4 separate regions of the Mus musculus genome follow, and regions 2, 3 and 4 are each linked to region 1. The links are chromatin contacts, called in public Hi-C and promoter capture Hi-C maps. All regions are on one chromosome and are shown on one strand. The core of a region is the stretch at or near the end of the contact, and the rest is flanking DNA. Distances in the headings are between cores, read along the strand shown.

Region 1 (3,232 bases), core at 513-3,012:
GACAACGGAAAAGTAATGAAGACACTGTGGCTCTTAAAGTTACGTTCCTCAAGGCTATAATTTAAAACAAAGCATAAAGTGTAAATTTTAAGCACATTTTAAAAAACAATTAAAAATATATGAACGGAGGGCTGAAGAGATGGCATAGGGGTTATGAGGCCTCGCTGCTCTTGGAGAAAACCTAGGTCAGGCCTCATTAGCTACTTCAGGAGGCTCACAACTGCCCGCAACTCTAGTCCTGTGAGATCCAATGCTATCTACTGATATACAGAGGTACCTGTACTCATATCCACATGGTCAGACACAGACACACACATTTATATACATATTCATGATAAAGTAACAACTATATATGTGTGTGTGTATGTGTGTATGAACTGATCTGCTTTTTAAATCTCTCTCTCTCTATCTATCTATTGCTTAGGTTTCAGGATGAGAAGGCAATGCCCAAGGCCTAAAGTAGAGCTTGGATCCTGGCAGCCCTAACAAGGCAGGCTGGACCACCCATCCTCAGTAGGCTAATTAAAGAGGAGGCAACAGTGAGAAGCACAGAAAGGGGGTGTATTCATGTGGCCCCATTGTGAATAGGAGCAAAGGGGCCCAATGGCACCCTAAATATATTTTTGAAGTCCTGACCAGAGGTTTAGGTTTAGAGGCCAAGAGGTATGCTATAACTAATCAGCCTGGGTTAGGGTGGTATAACACACTCGTTCCCCAGAGTGAAATTTCATGGCTTCATACTTCAGGCTTGTCCTTGAGACCTTGAGGAGAGGGTAGACATTGGTTCTATTGCCCCAGAAGCGGAATTTTTACAACACCCTACTGGAAGAACACTGATCCAGGAACAGGAGGAGGGAGCATGAAAAAAGAGGACAGGAAAACATAGGTACTCTATATTCATCTGACTGGCACCTGGCCTCAGATAACCCCAACTGGTGCCCCAGGAGCCCTATTTTAGGATTTGCAGGTGCAGTCTTGCACAGGTTATTTTAATCGGCATTTCCCCCTGAAACAGCAAAGCATTGCAAACTTAACCGTGCCGCAGCAATAACTCTTAAGTTATGGTTTCGGAAAAACCGTGCCACTGCCTCAGTGTTCATTAAGCAGGGAGACTGTAGAATGAATTATAATGATGTCCCCCAGTTTTTAAAGGACAGTTTGAGGGATACTGAAAAGGCAGGAGAAACAACCTTAGGTTGCGTATGAGGTGTTGCAGAAACGGCAGAGGAAGGGTATAAATTTTAAAAATAGAAAGCTTCTAGCGTTGAGCAAGATGCGGCGTTGTCGGTGTTTGATTTCTGGAGAGGGAGCCTACAGGTAGCTTCCTACAGGTCGCCACGCTAGTTTTGCTGACACTGAAAAAGCTGGGACCCTCTACCCTGCCTATTAGAGCAGCAGTGGCCCGCCCACCAGCCCCACCCTGCCCGCCTTCCGGAGCTTATCTCCGCTCGGGTTCCGCTTCTCCAGCCAGCTTCTGGCCCGGCCCCGCCTACCGGCCTGGCCCCTCCCACCTTCCGGCTCCACCCCCCCCCCCCCCCCCAGGCTCGCAGCCTGGCCCCACCTCTGGACTTCCCCAATCCTCTGTCGCCCTCGCCATTGGTCTCTGGCTGGCCGCCTGGCCCAATCGCAGCACTTAGCGCCAGAATTTGAACCGCCGTTTTGGTTTGAATCGGGCGGGCTGCGGCGGGCGAGCCTTGGCGCGGAACCGCCTAGGCGGACAGTCGGGGCTGGACGGGGCGGCGGGTGGCGGGTGGCGGGCACTTGGGACGCGGGCGGCGGGAGTGCGGGTCTGGTCGGGGCGGAGCGAAGGCCGCGGGTGGCCGTGGTCGGTCCTCCGCGGCTAAGGAGCCGAGGGCTCCGACGCGGGCTGCGCCCGGTGAGCGGCGGCCAGAGCTAACTTGCGCTGACTGGACCAGCTGAGGAGCGGCCCGGCGGGGCGACTGCGAGCTTCACCGAGAGGCTTCTCCGCCCTGGTCCGCAGTCCCGACGGCCGGGCGGACCATGGCGTCCTCGGCTCACCTGGTCACCATCAAGCGGAGCGGCGATGACGGCGCACACTTCCCGCTGAGCCTCAGCTCCTGCCTGTTTGGAAGGTGAGTGCGCGCCGGGGCTGAGGTGACCCGGGGCGGCGACCCCGCGGCCCAACCCCCCTCTGCGTTTGACAGGGTTGTCCCTGTGGCTTGTTCGGAAGTCACGCTCATGCATTGGGAGCTTCCAAATGGAATCGGGATTTTACACTCGGTAGACGCGAGGCTGACGTCGGTGTCCCGCAACTTCCGCACTGTCGTTCTCAGGCAGCCGGCTGTGGCTCTGGATGTTTCGGGAAACATCAGATAGGAGAACCCTGCTCGGGTGCTCTGGGAGAGTCCCCTCTCACCCTCCCCCGTCGGTCGGATGGCAATCTTCCCTGAGGCCTTCCAGGCAGTGGCTGGTGTTGCCACTTCTGCAAACGTTGACCCTTATGGCTTTCTGCCGCGTTTGAAATGTTACTTGAGAGGATGCTTTTAAGAAAACTCGTCTTTCCTAACACCATGCAGATTGGTGACTAGGTTTTAGATTGTTTTGTTTGTCTCCCAGTAGATTAAATTCCAAGACAAGGTCTGCCTTGTTAATGGTTACATCTCTAGGGTCCCATATGGCGACTGACACTTAAGATCAATCAGTGTGTGGCACAGGATGAGTGGTAGGAAGATGGCGATCTGGCAAGAATGGTAGTTCTCAGACATTTGACAAAGTCTGGTGACAGATTTTCATGTCACCCTGGGAGAGGTGCCTGCCGTTAGTTAGTACTGCTGAGTAAGGACAGAGACATGGTGTATTTGACAGTCGAGGAAGTATCTGGTCCAGAATGTCTGTGGTCTTTTGTATCTAGTATGGATTGTGGTGATCTTTTTGCTCCGTAAAACGGGGTTCGAACATATGGTCTTTCTGCCTGGTGTTTTGAAACCCAAAACCTCTGTTTTCTTGAGAGTAAGAACTTCCTGTCAGAGTAAAGAACTTTCTATAACTTTGTTGTTGTTTAAAAGAAGAGAGTACAAATTCTTGTCACAAGTGTCATTCATTTTGATTATTCTGCAATATTACTTAAATATACTTTTAACAAGTTTAAAAAAATTTAAATCAATTTGCATTTGGTTATGTGGTATTTATTGTAAGAGGTATGCTTAGACTCCAGAGGTTCATAGGAAAGCAGACAGTATATAGAGTATAGTCTGGCTTTTAAAGTTCACGA
Region 2 (3,232 bases), core at 529-3,028, 1.9 Mb after region 1:
CCTTTAAATTTTCTTGTTATTATGAAATGAGTGTGTGTGTGTGTGTGTGTGTGTGTGTGTGTGTGTGTGTGTGTTTCCCTTAAGGAACATGGGATTTGGTCTAAGTATTTTATGTTTGAAACTATGCAAAAAAAGACAATTTGATTTATTTTTTAGCATCAAACTGAATCTTATCAAGGTTTGAGCTCTTTGGAGTCTCTAAGTCAAACAGTGTATTTGTTTTAAGAACAAAGGAGGCAATAAAACAGCATGGGTGGGGAGGAGGGAAGGAGCCTAGGACAAAGTCCCTGGAAAGGTTGGGAAAAACAGTGGACAGAGAGGTGAGTTCCAGGGTACCTCAGTTCTAGCAACTCTAAAGCACACATCTTCAGCCATCTATCATACACAACTTTGTAGCCCATCGTGGTAGCCCATGCCTTTAATCTTAGCACTTCATAAACAGAGGCAGGTGGACCTGTGGATTTGAAGCCAGCCTGGTCTTTAAACAGTGAGTTCCAAGCTAGCCAGAGAGATAGTGAGATTCTGTTTCAATCAAAACAAAATGAAAAACAGCACTGTAGCCCCAGCACTTTCAGAATGTGGAGCCATGAAGATTCTGAGCCACTGGTTCAGGAGGCTAGGTCACGAAGTTTGCCCTAAACTCAAGGTCAGCCTGGGCTGCAGGAGACAAACTCAAACTTAAGAGTATTTTTAAAAACAAAACAAAAACCAGGGCTAATGAGATGACTTCGCGCAAACAATGCTTGCAGAAAGTAAAAGAGCCAAGTTTGATGCCCAGAACCTCCATAAAATATCAAGTGTGGTGGTGTGATTTGTAGATTCAGCCCTAGAGAGCTGGAGACAGGATCACCTCTGGGGTTCTGCTAGCCGGTTTGCCTAGCCTAGTTCACTAGAGCTCTAGGTCAGTGGGACACCCTGTCTTGAAAACCAAGGTGGGAGCCTGAAGATGTGGTTCAAATATCATGAACACTGACTGCTCTTCCAAAGGACCCAGCACCCACAAGCCTACTCACAGCCTGCTTTTATTATAGTTCAAGGGGATTGGGTTCTCTCTTCTGGTCTCTGTAGAGGCACAAGGCACATGAGTGGTGCAGAGACATATACATGCAGGCAAAACATCTGTACACATTAAATAAAATAAAATAAAAATTTAAAACCAAGGTGGATGGCAAGAAAAGACACCAGAATGTCCCCTCTGGGTTCCACACAAATGTGGCACACTTGCATGTGCACCTGTGTGACACCTGCACACGTGTGCACAAACACATGCATCCGCACGAATAGTCAATAACAAAGAACGGAAAATTTAAGACAAACAGGAATGAGAAACTTTTGTTATGTATCTTATGCTGGGCGGAAGCACATGAATTATATATACCACAGACTTTAGGGATAAGATCGAAGAGAGGCAAGAACACATAAATTCAAGGCCCAGGCTCCATGGAGGTTCACTAAGACACTGGAAGCACTATTAACCATTCGTAAGCCCATTGCTAGTGAGGGCATCAGCCGTGCTCTGTGGAATCTGTGGATCATTTAGCCGAGGGTTCGAGACCTGGCCCGGCTAGCTCGGTCTCTGCTCGCACCCCAGGCCCTAGCCCGCCGCTTACTGTGGGGCTCCATGGTCAGCTGCTCCCGGGGGCCCTCGGGCCCAGCCCTGGCGGCGCCGCCCTCCTAACGCCTGTCTTCGTCTGGCGTCGCTCGGGTTGCCCTGACAACCGGGGATGGGCAGGCGAGCGGGCGGGCGGGGCCCGGCGGACGGCGAGAGGGAGGGACCAAAAAGTGACGTGGAAACGCAGAGCAGCGCACGGGCGGGAGTGGCGCAGGGGGGTCGCGACCCGGGAGCGCGGCGGCTTCAGCAGAGCCGCGCCCCGAGCTCGGGAACGCTCTGTCAGCTCCTCTAGGGACCACGCGAACGTCGGCCGGGCTCGGGAAGCTCCCGCCCAGGCTCTGGGAGGCCTCGGCGGCCGCCGCTGCAGGTAACGGCAGGGCAGGCGGCGGGGAAGCAGGGAGGCCGCGCACCTGTTGCGGCCCCGCCCGACCAGGCACAGCTGAGGGCGAGGGCGCCCCCAGCTCCGGAAGGAGAACCGGAGCTCCGGCCTGAGATCTTCTGGACCCTGGTGGGTTAAGTCTAGGATGACCTGAGACGCCCCAGTGAGAGTCAGAACAAACCCTGCTCCAGCCGGATGACTCGGTCTTTGCACCGCCGTAACCCCAAGCTAGAGTCAGGGTTACCCCTGCATCTGGCGTCCGTCCAGGTCAGGGTCCGGATGAACCCGGAGATGCCCGGGTGAGAGTCGAGATAGACCCTGTTCCTGCTGGAGGACCCAGCTTTTGCCTGCCAGTACCCATTCTCCAGAGTGAAGGGCTATTGCTTCAGGATGTTGCCCCAAGTCATGGTCCGGACTCGGCCTTTGCGCGTGGCAGCTCTTTTCCAGGGTGGGTACCCTATACCGGGATGTTGTCCCAGGTCAAGGCTAGGATGACCCTAAGACTCCGAGTATGGGTGCTCTCAGCTCCTCCTGGAGGACTCGTTCTTTGCACCACATGTTTCAGAGAGGGGTGTTCGAATCCGTTTGCCTAGGTGAGGGTGTGAAAGCTGCTCCTGCCTCTATAGTAGGCCAAGGCTGTCTACTGAGACTACGGGCAGTTCCTCCCCTAGTCCTGCTCTGTCTATCATCCCCACTGTCACCTATCATATTTCAGGCTGTGGGCCCCTTGTGGGATCTTGGAAATTGGTTTAGTTTGGTGTGTGTGTGTGTGTGTGTGTGTGTGTGTGTTTGTGTTTGTGTTACAATACTCATTTTTCCTGTTGATTTTTTTTGGGGGGAGAGGGGGGTCACTGAGTCAGCCAAATTGTGTAGGATACTGGTTTCAAAGACCAGGATCCAGGTTTTCCTTTAAGAAAGGTGTGAAGGGGGGAAAAACCCACTAGGAATTTTTATCTGGTATGGTGTAGAATTTTCAAACCACCTCAGAGAGTGTCATGGGTTAAGGAGAGAAGAGGGGGAAGCAGAGGAAGGAAGAAAAATGGAGAAGAGATAAGAAAGGGATGAGGAAGTGCGGAGAAACAGAGGAAATTGTAGGATTGATTTACCGGTCAGCGCTGGACATTAAAGGCCTTCCATCAACCCCTACTGCTGCCATAGACAGGACTAGAGAAAAATGGAAGGCCCAGCCAGCTCTATTGGGGTCATATAAGTGATTACTCATCTTTGCCAGTAGAGAGATT
Region 3 (3,232 bases), core at 326-2,825, 1.6 Mb before region 1:
GAACCCTAGCAGTGAGGCCGGAGGACAGTACGGAATCCGCGTGATTTACAGAGCGTTCTGATCAATCACTTTCTCCGCACTGACCATTTTTCTTCAAACGCTTTAAAGGGGCCTGAGCGAGCCTAGGATCACACCATTCCAATTGGTCAGGGTTCTTAGAGTTATCTTCCCAAGGATGGTTATCTGAAAGGTTAGGAAATCCTGTACAAACTGATGTGAGGTGCAGGACTGGGCTCTGGGACCCCTGTGCTGCCTTTCCTCAACCCTGGCTTCCCCTCTCCTCTCTCTCCTCCTACCCTCCTTCCTCTTTTTCCTCTCCCTCCTTGTTCCCCTCCCTGCTTCTCTCCAACCCTCTCCTCCTATCTTCCCTTTTCCTTTTACAATCTGGTCACAGAGCCGAATTCAAAGAATTTCCTTGCAAAATCAGTTTACCAAGAAATGCATCATGGTACATAAATGTCAAGTGCAGTTTATTCTAAACTTCAGACAGTGTTTTTCTTTTAAAAAATCAAGCTTTAAATGCCCAGTTCTCCTGACATTTTCGTACATATTCTATAGTGTTTTCGAAGAGGATAATAACCTTTGCTTGATCCCAGGCAACAGCTGCAAAGATAATGAAATTCTTATGATATTTCACCAGGTAAAATGTGAATTGCAGAAGAAAAGCTATTGAATTTTTATGGATCTTAATCGCATAAAATGAGATTCATGGGGCATACGTATAACTATACTCGGTGGACCAGCTGGCTGCAGTTGCAGTGAGGATTCACCGTGTGGTGTGAGGGGCGCTCCAGCCTCCACTAAGAAATGCTCCCCAAACGCTGCCTTCAGCTTGCCCTAAGAGTGATAATGAAATATGACAGAAATTTCCTTGTGCTGGATCAGTGGCAAGCGAGGTCCTCCACCACCAATATTAATTCATCTGACTTATGTTCCAGTCTTGATTTACCTTATGATTAAAAACTTCTGCAGGTCTGCTCAGCAATTGAGATCAGATCTCATCTGCAGCCCAGTGGTATTGATCCCTATTTAACATCAAGGCTCAGAATTGATTGGCATTGATTAACAATAAAAATGCTCTCCTCCATGTCCAGCCGCCAGGCCAGCATTCTGAAAGGAGGACGCTATGTCGTCCCCCTCATTGACCAATCTGAAAAGAGAAACGGCCCCACCCGCGAGTAAACAATATATTTTAATGTTATTGTAGCTGGATGCTGGACCGACACTGCAAATTGATTTTATTCTTGTTGTATGAGATAAATATCTTTAATAAAATTCTCATTTTATTTAGGATTTTACAGAAATAACTTGATTACTCAAATAGTAGAATTTTTTTCTTTTCCCATGGTGCAAAAAAAATGGATTAAAACATAAAGGCTGTAATAACGTAATCCTAGAGACAAAATGTTAATCAACTTTGAAACTGTGCACAGGATGGGAAAGTCCAGGGAGGTAGTTCATGTGTGGAGACAGCAGGAAACCGGGAAGACAACTGGCTTTATAGAGCCTTTTACCCTGTCAGCTAGTGCTGTGTGACTGGACCAGCCTATGACTACCATGTGCTTGAAGGCTAGTTCCTCTGCAGAATGTCTCAAGAACATATGGCTCCAGAGAGCTCAACCTAGCAGAGCTACTTACTCCACAGGAGCAAACCTGGCCACCTCAGAGAGACTGGGCCTTTGTTTCTGTTCTGTTTTTGTTGTGTCCTACAGATGCAGCCCGAGAAAAGGAGCCTCTAGCAGTTCTTGTAATTAATAGCAGAGATTTAAAAAGTGAACCGAGGAGAATAAATTAGAAGAGTTTCGAACACTCTAACTTTTGATAGGTTTTCTGGGAAGCCATCCTGTTCCCAAGACCGGCTAGTAACCCCTAGCAACCCGTTAGCGCTGGCTGCATCCTTAGCATCCAAGCACGCTGGAGGCCAGGTCCAGCTGAAAGGAATTATCCAATCTCTAACATACAGAAGTTTACAGTTATATAATGATGGAGAAAACCACAAATCCCAAGGGATGTCAAATTTTAGAGATACTTTTAAAATGAAATTATCCAGCCAAGCCTCTAAGACAACCTCCTTGTGCTTAAGACAATAACTACGGTCTGGGATTAATTTCTTTTTTGTGATAGGGCAAATCCAATTTGCTTCTTTAACTGTTGATTAAGGAATCAGTTCTACAAGGCTGTCCCCTGGAATTATTTGCTGTTTATTTGTCTGTGGAGAGCTTCTGGAATCCCCTCCAACTGGGAAGGCCAGGTCAGGCATGGCCATAATGAAGAGCTGCCTGGTGGCTCCAGGCACTCTGACTGGCCTTGTTTGTGTAGAAGAAATAGTTGGCTCTTTGAGCAGCCACTTCCTATCAGGCTTGCAAAGCAGTGCAGAGAGGACCCAAACTGTCTTCTCTGTAGCCTTTCTTTTTACACTCTAAGGGGAAACACCCATTAGGAAGCAATAAATAAATAAATATCTTAAATTAGAATGTATCTCACTCCAAGGCCCTTAGAATTAGTGTCACTGTGTGATCTGGTATCAAGAAAACCAAGGTGCCTGGCTCCTCTTCCTTCCCACTGCATGGTACAAGAAGAGGGTCTGTCCTGTTCGCCTAACATCACATGTGAGTACCGACTGTAGTATGCATTCGGTTTTATTTAAAAATGAGATTCACCAATGATTTGTCAACAGATGTGTGATATTTAAGAACTGAACGTTATCTTCATCCCTGAATCTTTCTGTGTATGGGAGGCCAGGTTCAGTTTCCCCAAATTGTCCCAGGCCCTGGGTGACCTACTATGTTGGTTGTTTTCTGCCTGTTCTCTGGGATTCTATGGCTATCCTTGCAGCGAAGAGGGTGTTCTGTCAGGTATATGGTGTTGTGTTCTAGGAAAGTTTGTCCTGGGGTATCTGGGGCTTGTTCCTGGTTGCTTTGGTCTTTATGTGCTGAGAGCCATTTCCCCCTATGTCAGAATGAAATCTGATTTCTGGTTTAAGGGTCGGGGAGGAGGTTCGTTTTCTTAGGACCATATTACCCTGTCATCCCTGGAAGAAGACATTCATACAGTGTCAAGAGACTGCCAAACTGACCCCAGGCAGGGCTGTCCCAAAGGGGAGAGTGTTATAAGTCCAGTCGGAGTCTTCAGTGAGACATCTGAATGCTCACGTGTCATTTTTAGGTTTGTAAAAGTTGTAGTAGAAAAATGAAAGGAAAAAAGTAGGGGAGAAACAGACAAAGTGTCAGAG
Region 4 (3,232 bases), core at 297-2,796, 1.2 Mb before region 1:
GCATTCCTCCATAGTCTTTGCTTCAGTCCCTGCCTCCAGGTTCCTTCCCTTCTTGACTTCCGGCCCTGCCTTCCCGTCATGGGGAACCGTTATCAGGATATGTAAACCAAATAAGCCCTCCCCTCCCCAAGACTCCTTAGTCATGGTGTTCTGAGGAAGCCATAGAAAACTAAGCCAAGGACACTCCGCACACTGGCAGGCCCAGTGAGGGAGTAGAGACAGGCTCAGATGGGGCCCACTGATCTAGAACAGGACCCAAAGATCGGTGCCTTTTGCTCTCCACAGAAAGAAGTTGCTGTACAAGACACAGCCACCTTACCACAACACCTGAGACTCTGCTTCTTAAACCATGGTAACAGCAGAAACTTCTTCAAAGACATACCACATATTAGTCAAACTCTTATTATGACAGATTTTTCCCTCTAATTGAAAAAAAAATTACTCCCATAGATCCTTGTGGCCTGGCTCCTCTAGACCTCAGACAGTACCAAACTATGTCAATACCCAGAGTGGCCCAGAGTGGGTGGAGCCTCAGGCAGGGCATTTGTGCAGACCATTCTGTCCAGCCACTCTCAGGCTCTAGGTCCTGTCAAATGCTCAGATGACATGCCTAAGCTTACAGGACACTGACCACAGGCCAGGCTTCTCACATCCCCCACACCCAGCACCCTACGACAAGTGCTGCAGATACTGAGAGACACATGAAGTTAAAATCATCTGGGATCACCTGTCAGGGAAGTGAAATGAAGAGCAGGTCTGTCTACAGAGACTCTGCAGGTTGTAGAATACCCTTTCCACAAGCTCCTGTCTGTGTCTGAGGAGGGTCCAGCCAAACGTGTGCACGCACACGTACACTCAAACCTTACTTCTCTGAACTCACAATCAGGGTCTGGATGAGGCAGCTCAGAATAAAATGTACAGAACAAAAACCTAGACCCACTGGGCGCGGAGCGAATGTACTGTTTGTTTACTCTCTGAGGTTTTAACCAGGTGTGCCTAGCACCAGCCATGATGTTGCAGGACCCCGGGGCCTGGTTATTTTCTCCTACTCTCAAGAAAGAAGGAGCTATGAGAAGTATGGGCCTACTACAAGCAGATCTGAGCTACAAGCTGAGGAGCTTCTGGAAGCTTCCTGAAAGAAAGGTGAAGCGGGATCCCCACCCCCTGGTCACCAGTGAAGGGAAAGAGTATGGCCAGGGGACCTGCATGGATCCAGCAGAGACTTGAGAAGTGTTGGGCATCTGGAGGTGTGGCAGGAGACATGCCCAGTCACCAGGCAGACTTGCCCACGAACCCCGGGGCCAAGGGAAGTAGGGCAGCCTGTACAGAAGGGGCTGAGGTCCTAGAGAAAGGAAGGAGTCCTTAGGACAACTCAGAGCCACGACTGTCTCCCTGGACTTCGGCTCTCTCCAGAGAGGGCCCCACACAGTGCCCCAAAACTCACCAGCTTGCAAACTGCAGACAGCAACGGGGAACGGTACACAAGTTTTAGGTGCCTGAGCACCAAGATCTGGCACTGAGAAATACGGGCCGCAGGCGCGTGCACGGGGTGGGGGCGGGGCCTAGCACGGGGCAGGGCCTGGTGGGCGGGGGCGGAGTCAGGGTGCAGTTGATTACTGAGCTGTGGGCTTGTAGTCCGAGGGTGTAAAGCGGGCCTGGTACGCGGGGCGTGGCTCTGGGAGCTGCCGGAAAAGGGGCGGGGAGTGTAAGCACGCCCAGTGTGTGACGCAAGGGTGCCGCTCTGTGCTTCCTCCCTGGGTGCGTGTTCCTAGAGCAGGCCTCTTCTTCCAGACCTGAAACTGGTTCTTTGCCCATCCTAGACATCAGGCCGCATCATCCCACCGGAGCTGAGCTGCACCTTCTCACCTCGACCTCACCACCCCAAGTCCCAGTTTACCCGCTGAGACATAGTCACTATTTGCCAACAGCGCGCACCCAAAGGGTGGTGGAAGAGTTAAGCCCACTAGGAATCCAGTCACTGCCCAGCTGGGCCAGGGCTTTCTTTCAGGATCTTCTTGGCACTTGGAATTGGAATGGCTCAGTAGTGGTTCAGCTAGTGTGAGTATCCAGCATCTGGTGTGAGATGACAGGATTTAAATGTTGTCCACCAAGAAAGCCTTGTTGGAATTCTCCCTCTGTACCTCATAATGGCCTTATTTGGAAAAACACGGAGGTGACACTTGAAGATGATGTCACTAGTTAGGAGAGTCCTAATCTGATATTACTGCTGTCCCTGTGAACAGAAAACTAGAAGCCAGATACACCTGTGTACCAGATGCTGTGCAGGAGGTGAGAACTACCAGCCTCCTGGACTATAAACAAATTTTCATTCTTTCAAGCCACCCACTTTGTGGTACTTGATTGGCGCCCCATGGTATCTGACTTGATTGACATAAAATCCTTAGGGAATGTTATCGTCCTAAAGCTTCAGAGAGACGTGTTGTTAACTTCAGGGTCCCATCCCAGGTGCACATATGCTAAGAACCATGCTGTGGTTTTGTTTGTTGAGACCTTCATCTTCCCAGTGTGCAGCTCTCCTGCCTGGATTTGGTCCTTACTAGTACCCTGGTTCAGTGACCTGGAGGAGCCAACATTTTACCTACCACCTTTAGAAGCGTTGCTCAAAGGTTTGTTGTATGAGGAGCCCCAGTGACTCACAGAGGCCACCATTCACCCTTTGAAGCCGCCCCTCCTCACCTCCACTGTCACCTCCTCCAGACATGCTAAGAATAACTGCTGATAGAAGATAAACGAGACTCCTAGATACATGGGATGATCAAATCAAGTCTCAGAGTCCTTCTGTGTCGTCTACGCTCAACAACTTGCTTGGATTTGTAATTACCTCAGAGACACACCTCTGGGCATTGGAGCTCCCCTCCCCCAATATGGGTGGTGTCATCTCTAAGAACTGAGATCCCAAACTGAATGAGAAGGGAACAAAGGAGAAGATAAAGAGAGCACCAGCACAACTCTCTCTGCATCCTGAGCAGCTAATTCTGCTGTCATGCTGTCCCTTCAATGATGCTCAGCCTTTCTCTGAACGAGAGCGCCCCTCTCCAGCCCTTGATTTCTTTCAGGTATTTGGTTATAGTAATGAAGTGAGTAACTAGTCCACCTCCCCAGCGCTGTGCTCAGACAGAGAGGGGTATTCTTGCCCAGGGACAAGAGACATGAAAGTTTACCCTGGGTCCTGCTCTTGCTTCTTGGTTATCTTGGGTCCTCCGGTTTATCA

What was found. Promoter capture Hi-C pulls out the DNA fragments that hold promoters and counts their contacts. Hi-C and Micro-C count contacts between places; a contact is called where the count stands out from the background.
Region 2: a contact with region 1 is called in a promoter capture Hi-C map of pre-B cells, with 7 times the contacts expected there. The contact joins the promoter of Dhx32 here to the promoter of Mki67 in region 1. A contact is called at or near these places in 5 of 39 promoter capture datasets (the C10 cell line, embryonic stem cells, hippocampal neurons and 2 more), 3 of 115 datasets of contacts at active chromatin or transcription factors (embryonic midbrain, extraembryonic endoderm stem cells and large pre-B cells) and 2 of 9 other capture datasets (adipose tissue and embryonic stem cells).
Region 3: a contact with region 1 is called in a promoter capture Hi-C map of frontonasal cranial neural crest, with 6 times the contacts expected there. The contact joins the enhancer-like site here to the promoter of Mki67 in region 1. A contact is called at or near these places in 7 of 39 promoter capture datasets (the 3T3-L1 cell line, cranial neural crest, frontonasal cranial neural crest and 4 more), 1 of 115 datasets of contacts at active chromatin or transcription factors (pro-B cells) and 1 of 9 other capture datasets (adipose tissue).
Region 4: a Hi-C map of muscle stem cells shows a contact between it and region 1, with 12 times the contacts expected there. The contact joins the promoter of Mgmt here to the promoter of Mki67 in region 1. A contact is called at or near these places in 3 of 39 promoter capture datasets (the 3T3-L1 cell line, embryonic stem cells and pre-B cells) and 1 of 484 Hi-C or Micro-C datasets (muscle stem cells).

What each region holds. Positions count from the first base shown.
Region 1 is chr7:135,714,909-135,718,140 of GRCm38.p6, reverse strand. Mki67 (antigen identified by monoclonal antibody Ki 67) reads left to right here and starts at 1,762. Exons shown (of 14, transcript NM_001081117.2): 1 at 1,762-2,093. The coding sequence starts at 2,002.
Region 2 is chr7:133,775,349-133,778,580 of GRCm38.p6, reverse strand. Dhx32 (DEAH (Asp-Glu-Ala-His) box polypeptide 32) reads left to right here and starts at 1,778. Exons shown (of 12, transcript NM_133941.2): 1 at 1,778-1,979. It overlaps Fank1 (fibronectin type 3 and ankyrin repeat domains 1), which reads right to left and starts at 1,690. Exons shown (of 11, transcript NM_025850.2): 1 at 1,611-1,690. The coding sequence starts at 1,623.
Region 3 is chr7:137,293,359-137,296,590 of GRCm38.p6, reverse strand. All of the region lies in intron 6 of Ebf3 (early B cell factor 3), which reads left to right. Among named protein-coding and RNA genes, the nearest start is that of Ebf3, 19 kb to the left of the region's middle. Within about 2 kb of position 1,575, at least 7 of the 459 cell types and tissues checked have an H3K27ac peak or open chromatin away from gene starts, as enhancers often do.
Region 4 is chr7:136,892,900-136,896,131 of GRCm38.p6, reverse strand. It overlaps Mgmt (O-6-methylguanine-DNA methyltransferase), which reads right to left and starts at 1,546. Exons shown (of 5, transcript NM_008598.3): 1 at 1,445-1,546.